Regions from separate parts of the Gasterosteus aculeatus genome. Here region 2 is linked to region 1. A link is a contact called in public Hi-C data. All regions are on one chromosome and are shown on one strand. Each heading gives the region's core, a stretch centred on a gene start, on an enhancer-like site or on the middle of the called end of the contact. The rest is flanking DNA. Distances are from core to core; before and after follow the strand shown. Region 1 overlaps rflna (refilin A). Region 2 overlaps LOC120830226 (a long non-coding RNA gene).

Evidence for each region. Hi-C and Micro-C count contacts between places; a contact is called where the count stands out from the background.
Region 2: a contact with region 1 is called in a Hi-C map of skeletal muscle, with 9 times the contacts expected there. The contact joins two enhancer-like sites. A contact is called at or near these places in 5 of 6 Hi-C or Micro-C datasets (liver, skeletal muscle, tail fin and 1 more).

The regions. Positions count from the first base shown.
Region 1 is chr13:16,182,058-16,186,414 of fGasAcu3.hap1.1, reverse strand. rflna (refilin A) reads left to right here. Exons shown (of 4, transcript XM_040196551.2): 3 at 594-703; 4 at 848-3,707. The coding sequence ends at 1,181. Among protein-coding and RNA genes, the nearest start is that of rflna, 6.4 kb to the left of the region's middle. Within about 2 kb of position 2,309, at least 2 of the 9 cell types and tissues checked have open chromatin away from gene starts, as enhancers often do.
Region 2 is chr13:16,223,033-16,227,012 of fGasAcu3.hap1.1, reverse strand. LOC120830226 (a long non-coding RNA gene) reads right to left here. Exons shown (of 2, transcript XR_005713880.2): 2 at 1-1,154. Among protein-coding and RNA genes, the nearest start is that of LOC120830226, 5.4 kb to the right of the region's middle. Within about 2 kb of position 2,147, at least 2 of the 9 cell types and tissues checked have open chromatin away from gene starts, as enhancers often do.

The DNA.
Region 1 (4,357 bases), core at 1,060-3,559:
TGATCAATGATATATGACAAAGGCACAACATATTTAGAGAGTGTGTTTTGGATAACTTCCCTGTGTTGGCTGGCGGACCAATACGTTACTCTTTAAACTGCACCTCATTTCATGTCATTATTTTACCGTATCATCTCCAACTGAGTCATGTCATTACAATGATAGCTACTATCCGCCTCCAAACATTAGGCTCCAAATTTGCCAGCCTGTTTTCAGTCTACTCGCACAACACAGCTGTGTCATCTTGGTCACACATTTCTCTGGCCAGCTAGAAAGAGATTTTCATTTTCATTCGGTTGGAGCCACACAGTGTAATTATCTAAATTAAAATGGAAGTGCTGTTCCTGGGGCTGTTCTATTTGTCTAATTGTTTCTGTAATAGTCGTGCCACAAGTTCTCATGAGGGCAGATGAAGGAGTGTGTTTTTCTGGAGTGTTTTTAATTTGGGTTCCTGGCTCCCCAACCATGCTGCTTTTTTAAAAAATTTTTACTGGAATTCCTTGAACGAACACGTTGGTGGGCTGGTTACGAACAGTTCAGCGGTTCATGGATGCCTTTGTGAGACTTTGACTGTTGTGTTTCCTCTTGCACAGCTTCCCTACCTGCTGCTAAACTCCACAAACACAGACGCAAAGACTCGCATGTACCCTGTGTTCTTCGGAGAAAGCATCGAGGTCAACCCCAAACCCGAGCAGGAAATCAAGTAAGGGAACTTTGACACATAAAGAATGTTTTCTGCAATATGGAGCCTTCTTCACTTATTGTGATCAATACATGCCAACAGTGCCACCTAGCGATCGCTCTTAAACTGTATAAGTTTCTGATCTCGTCACCGTCTCGTTTCCAGGTGCAGCTCTGAGGTCAGGTACGACTCGGACAAGCATTACCAGGACCGGGTGTACTGCGCCCCCGTTCCCACGGCAACCTCCTTCAGCGAGACCGTTGTGGCGGTGCGCAACTGCACTTGGAGGAGCTACAAGTCCCAGGTGTACCTGGAGCCACGGCAGAAACCCATCAGCTACCAGAGCACCACCATCATCTACCCAAAGCACGCAAAGAACACGTACCGCACGACGCTCAACTACAACGCCACGGGCTCCCGCCGCTGGTTCGTCTCCACGGTGCAGCTGGAGTCGAGTGAGGACACTAGTCCCTGCATCATCTACACAGAAGACCTGTAGAGTCCAGACCGCAACTGGGAGAAGAGGGCTACCTGGTGATCATCTTATGTGTTTTGGAGGACGAGGAACTTGGGAGCGGAAATACTTCTTTTTTTTAAAAACCTACTTTGTACCCACCATGGAGGAAGGCTTTAGTGACATATCTCCTCAGTGCATTTAGACTTTCTACTGACGTAGTCCTTAAAACAAGGGAGTCTGTCCTCTGGCAGTTTTAATACTGCACTTCAATGGATCATGTCTTATTTAATGCAAGAGATGACAAGTTGGTGGCCTTTGCTCTCCTTCGGGTTAGACCACAGTGAAGGTAACAGGCGTCTGTGTATTGAGCCTGCGCAAAGCCGGTCACACCAATGCAAAGCATTCTAATATGGCTTCATTGCACTCGTTTTCTATAAATTACTGTCCTCCCAGTGGACTTGACATTGCCGAGGACCGAGGGGGAATTGGACCAAAGATAGTTCATCTCTTTGTAATAAGAAGAAACTTTTGCTTTAGTTGTACAGTTTCATTTAACACACATTCGAACTGCAGCTTGTGTAGTTCGATCAGACGTTTGATTAAACTGCGCGTTGCAAGATGTCATGTTTATTCACCAGAGCTGTATTTGTGAAAAAATTTGGAAAAGGAAGATTTTAGTACCTTTGAACACTTGGTTTTCAAATCTACAATTCTTTGCAACATTAAATATTCAGCTGTGTTGGAATTATGTGGTCAGGATTCAAAGTCCTTTTGAACGTCTGTTAAAACTTTGAAAAATTTGAATACGTTTGTTAAGGTAATGTCAGAGTCAAGGTTGTTTTACTAGAACAGGTTATTATTAGCTTGTTTGGCTGCAGATCAACAAAATAACATCCTTTCTTAGTCTGCTTCATGAGCACGTCATCTATAGTAAAATATGATTGAGAAAAACGCGTGTGTTTTCATGGCAGTTAAGAATCGTGGCAATCATTGTATTGTTTACCTTTCTGAACCGGCTTTGGCGTCAGACGGTGGAGCTTCTCGCACGAGTGACAATCACAAATTAGACAACCAGGGAAAGAGTTTGTTCATTTGAAAGACTTCTGTGTCACAACTCTTGGAGCTGAATATGGAGCGTTTAGTTCTGTGGAAAATCTGCGTTTCAACTGCCTCTAAATAAAGCAACAACTGTTCAGGATCAGGTTTAACCAGCTATTCGTAAATCCTGTCTGTGCACGAACTAGGCGTTGGTTTCAAACTAGTAATTTACTTAATCATATTGCACTATTAATATTTAAATAATGTCTGCTAGTCACATTTTTTAGGACAAATCGGCAGCTTTGTCCAATCAAAACAATCTAAACATGAAGTACATCAGCATCAAAAAATAAACAGTAAAACATTATATTAAACTAAAGTAGTAATCTTTTGTAAATGTATATCGTACATTGTTTTATTTATAAGTCAGTGTTTTTAGGTGTTAGTATTGAGGCAGTTTTGAAAGTAGCTTACATTATGCGGCCATTTTGTCTGACATTGGTAATATTGCGTTATGATATTATAACCATGTTGTTCATTTTGCGAGATTTGATTCAAAATCTTGTTTTAATTTAAAGGCGTGAGGGCAGATGTTTCAAGCGCGCTGCAGACATGCTAGCCGGCTAAAGTTAGCTTTGTCAGTTGTTTCCGTTAGCTAACCGTGTGTGCAGTAGCTACGACAGTCACACTTGGCATTTAATTCCTATATAAGAACTACTTTGTGTCATTGTGTGATACAACTTTACCGCCTTTATTTGAGCAAAGTGTAAATTTCGTCGTACAGTCGTAAACACTCAAAGTGGAGATGTAAATTTAATTTACGAATCGTTGGTGTTTCATTTTGTTTTCAGATATGAACAAATAGTCAAAGGTTTAATGATCCAAGGCAATTTCAAAGCGTTGAACCACTCTGTTATAACGAAGCAGTTAAACCACATCAGATATCCCTGTTGAGATGTAAAATAGATTTTTATGGAGAGTTCCCATTACTTTTCTTGTCTGTCTTTAGATTATTTAACAACTAAAATGAGTAAATTTCAGACTTTACTTAGATTTTTATCTCTATCAGATTAACTTGTTATTTTTATAGTTTGTAAAACCCTCCAGGCACGCGGAGGCACGAAGTGAGTTTAACGAGGGAACAGAAAGTAGCGATACAAAGACAGAAAAATAACATCCGCTCCTTCAAAGGAAACATTATAGACGAGGGAGGAAATTGTTTTGGAGATGGTTTTTATACTGCAAAGTTCCAGGAAAGATGGAGAGTTTTGTTTGTGTAGATTGTCTGTGAAATGTCAAGAGAACGAGAAGAGAAAGTTGGTGGGTGACAAATTTAATACTTGGTGGTTTTATGTGAAATACCTTTTCTTTACTGTAAAATGATTTCCTGTTGTATATGTGGCATTGAGGCACTCCATAATTCTCTTTATATTTTTGTACATCAATTATCATTTTTGTTCTGATCAAAGAAAATAATTTAAAAAGATGTATATTCTAAATAAATAAAAAAAAGCTATTCCCAAACCCTTATTCTGTTGTGTTGAGTATTTGTTGCTTGATCTACAGGACATAGTATTTTTAGTTTTGTACTTATAAGGACAAAGGACTTTAAATTGAGAGTGAAAGGCTTCAGTCTAAATCTCATGACATTGTCACCTTGTAGCGCTCAGGGAATTAAGTAAGGAGGCGGATCATAACAGACATGCAGTTTGACACAATAGATAAATTGCACAAATCACAGGAGACCAGAGGAGCCGCAGCTGAGCAGCTCATTTATAGAATAACCACCACTGAAAGCTCTGACCTTCACCAAGATTAACGCAGCTGCAGTTTTAACAAGAACCATTGCTTTGTTTTAACAGTTACCTTGCTTAAATTACGGTAAAATGATGGGGAAAGCATGTCCTGCAGCAGTCGGTGTCAAAAACAAAATAAAGTGTAACTATTAAAACGTTTGCTTATACTGCCCCTTGGTGGTACTACTGTTATAACCTTAGCTCGGTCAAACGTTTCTGTAGGCAAAAGGAATAAAATGTGAGAGAACGCAGGAATAAATAACACGACTCCGAGACCATGAATGGCAATAAGCTTTTTATTTAAACATTAAGGCAGTGTCTTTTTTGTTTTTCATTTTTACACTGCTATCCACAAAGCTTGCTGGTGGGCATGTAGAACCATGT
Region 2 (3,980 bases), core at 898-3,397, 41 kb before region 1:
TCTCCACAATAGTGATGAGAATTCTGCTGACATATACTTTTTATGTGCCCACGTGTATCCGTCTTTAAACCACAAGTTGAGTATTCAGAGAATGAATATTAGAGTATAGGATGTTCAAACGCAGCAACGGCATTTTCCTGAAATATAATCAATACTTTCGCCACCAGCAGTACCAAAAAATGTCCGTGTTCAGTACCCAACTTTTACATAAAACGTGTTGAATGAAAAGTTACAGGAGCCCACAAACACTAACGTCCTGCTGCCCTACTTGACGCACTTACCAAACTCAGCTGTGCAGGATTTTGTCTTTTCCTTCCAGAGTGTGGAGTTAGCAAGAATTGGGTACATACAGAAGGGTCAAATGTGGTAAATAAACACCGGTCGCTGTTTATTCATCTTGCATATGGATTTTAGTGCCTGTTTGATCTGCAAAGGCCTTGGGCGCGCTCCAGTCAAACTGGGCGACTCATCCTTTAGTGCAGGGCTCCAAATAAAACTGAGCGGCCTGGCCAAGCAAAACCCACTACAGAGCTATTTTCCACCATCTGTGTGGCCAGGCAAAATACAAGGAAACCATTTATACCATGAGAACTTTCTGAATTAACACAAAATAGATCACTTAGAATGACAGGCCAATTGACACAGTGTCACGGCCCTTCCTAAAGTTGTCCATTTCCTCTGTGGGGGCAAGGGAAAAGCATTACTCTGCACATCCGCACGTCCTCCCTGTCTGGACCTTCCTGAACTGAAAACATTGGGTTTTTAACCAGTCTATAACACCCTGAGTTCCCACATTGGTTCAAGATCTTCCAGTTCTCTTGCCAGATATTCTCCTTCACACTGGTGCTGTGTTCACCTGCTGCCAAAGTCTCCCAGCTGCTCATGCTGGCCGCAACAGGGACGACTCTCTTCAGTGTGGATGCAGCGGCAGGGTCCTCAGGGCCTCACGGAGGGACTCTATCCCGACTATCCTCTTTCAAAGAGGACTGAAGAGGACCACAAAATACCCTCTCCCAGCTGCTTGCATCGAAACCCAACACCGGCTGGGCTCTGAGAGAGCAGTCAGCACAGGAAAGCCACGGATTATGGCCTCCACTGTCACACCGTCTTCAATGAGTCCACTGTCGCCCTTGGCTGCCAGTCCGTCCTGTACTCTGAGAAAAGACAGAAGATTTCAAGGTTATTAAACATTATTGTTCCATACATTGCACTTTCCCGTTAATGGAGCTGCAGTTACTTTCCAAGTGCATATTTGGCTGTTTGGCGACGAATGTGACTGAGTTTCATTTCAGCTACATTCTTTCCATGCTGTATTTTCATTTAGGCAGGGGCACGGCTCTGCCTTGAAACTCTATGACAGGGCTGCTCCAGTACCTCAGCGAGTGCAATGAAAAGAGTCTTTATCTGCCATTCAAATTGGCCAAACTAATTTTCCTGGAATGGCACCTTGCCAGAAACACTTAGCGTCTACTCAAAACATAAATAATTTTAACAGGGTGTGTATCCACCTGCTCAATTGCCCTTTTCTGTGTAAAACATAACCTTATCATTCTGAATTTTCCATGCATTTTCAAACAGCCAAAGCACTGGGATTTTACATCTGGTGAATAAATGGATTATGGTCTTTCGCCATAAAATACCATTTAATTAATGTTCCTACAGCAATATCTCCGGTGAACAAACCCTCCTGTAAATCTCACGGTTTTGGTTTTTGCTCCTGGAAGAACAAAGTGCATAATGAATCAAGTACTTGGCAGCAGTCATCGGTCACATTGATAACAGCAACATTTGAGGCAGTGATCAAACCTGCACTGCTAAATACCCTGAAGGACTTTAACAAATGCAACACAAGAACTTACCTGGTTGACATCGGTGCAGTATCATGTTGAAATTCCGTAAAGGTCAGGCAGACACACGGTTCAAAGACAACATATGGTGTGAAGCTGCAGTGTGAGACCAACTGTGCACTATGCAGAGGGCTATATTTCACTCCACAAACGTCTAAAACTGTCCTCAACTGTGACCAGAAGTCTACCGTTGCGGCATGTGATGAAGAAAATCGTATTGACAAGAGTGACAGGCATGAAACAAATTACACAAACTTGATGGAGGGAAAAATTGGAATTGGAGGTTGTGTAAACGAGTTGCTGTTGACTCTGCTGGGCGAGCAGCTGGCGAGCCGTCAAGGTGAAGTGAACAGGGCAGGAACAGCAACATACTGCCATCGCACTTCTGCCCCCGAATGCTAAGTACTTAATAAAATGCAGAAGAGCACCAAAGCTAGAAGTTTGATATGCACATGTTTAGGTTAAATCTATTAAGAATTTAATTTCAAATCTGGAGCTCTAAATTGTCATGTACTAAAAAATAACCGTTGTAAATATTTGCACTTAATATTTACATTCAGCATTTTTTTTTACTAGTTTCCACTTTAAAACGCCTGCAAGTTGCAAGTGAGACAGAGAGAGAGAGAATGTGAGCACAGATTGTACCCAGCTATGAGATGGTGTGTTTGTGCACATTCCTGGAAGCCACAGCTCCCGTTGGCAGGTTGACTTTCTGAGCCTGTTAGTTCTCTCAGCTCCACATGTTTATGTCTTGGGTTTCTCTCCTTCTCCCTCCATCTCCAAATATTTTCTAATGCCACTGAAGAATGTTTGAATGTTGTTGAAGTAGTGGAGCGGTTATATCCAATGAGCAGGATCGCTGTTTTGTTTTTTTTGTTCTTTCAGCTGATGCTTTATGAAGCGGCTGTGCTCCTTAATTCCACTATGAGACCACGAGCAAATGTTTGCGTGAGGATTCACCATCTTCATCAAATGATCTATTGTAGTGTAAATGTAAACATGTGCCATGATTTATTTCTATAAGTGACTTTGCCTCTGGATTAATTTGAATGACTTCTTTGTTGAGTAGAAAAAAATGTTGGCTAAAATTAAAAGTTGTGGTGTAATGGAGGCTCTCTGTTGGTTCTCTTGCTGATGAGCTCGGAGTGGGTCTGCAGTGCCTCCTTCTCATTTATATTCTTGTGTTTTTCATACATAAATTAACAGAAACCACACGGTGTGGCCACGACGTGACAGCGAAGGTGAAAACTACACAGCCACAATGTAGAGACCAAACCTTACAGGGCTCTGGTACTCAAGTTAGATGAGGACCTAATTAGAGCTGAAGCATCTAGTCAGTCAGTGTGACATCAATGTTAAAGGAATAGTTTGACATTTTGGCAACACAAGAACTCTCATGTCTGTGTGTTAAGTATAGCTGAAGGCAAATAGTTAAGCTTAGCATAAAGAGGGATGAGAAACAGCTACCCTGCCTCTCTCTCTTTGCTGGTGTGTGCAGTTTCCCAACAAGAAATATTCAGCATTCATTTTTGTTCACAGATTAAACTAATTGGATGTTATGCAGCTATTGTCCCCTGTAGTTAAGCAAAGCTAAAGGTCTCCTAGCTTAGAAAAAAGTCCTTTATAAGTTAGTTACTTTAGAGTGACGTGATTATAAAAGTTTAATATAACAACCAGTCTAATAAAAATAGCTTCTTATTGGAATTATTATTATCGTGTTGTTCTTTTCCACAGGCAGGCCGCACTCAATTTCAAATGTTGGATTTTTTATGCTGAATGTATCCCTCCTCAGGTAGCTGAGAGGGTTTTATTTTTTCTCTTCAGACGAGTTTCCTTCTTTCTCACAGAAAGTCTGTCTCCTCTGAAACACAGTGGGCGGAGAGGACACATCTGCTGCAGCTGTGCAGACGCAGTGCTGATGGATACTGCAGGTAAACTTGCTTATTACTGCACTGGAATTGAAGGCCTGCGGCTGCCAACAAAGATAAATGTACAAACACACTGTGATAAACAAGGCAGAAATGCTTCAACGTGACTGCATATTTAAGATCTGTATGAACTGTGTATTTGAGGGTGATTCAATGTGTGTGCACAGCTGGCACTCTTCAGTACATTTAGATGCATGTAGTTGGT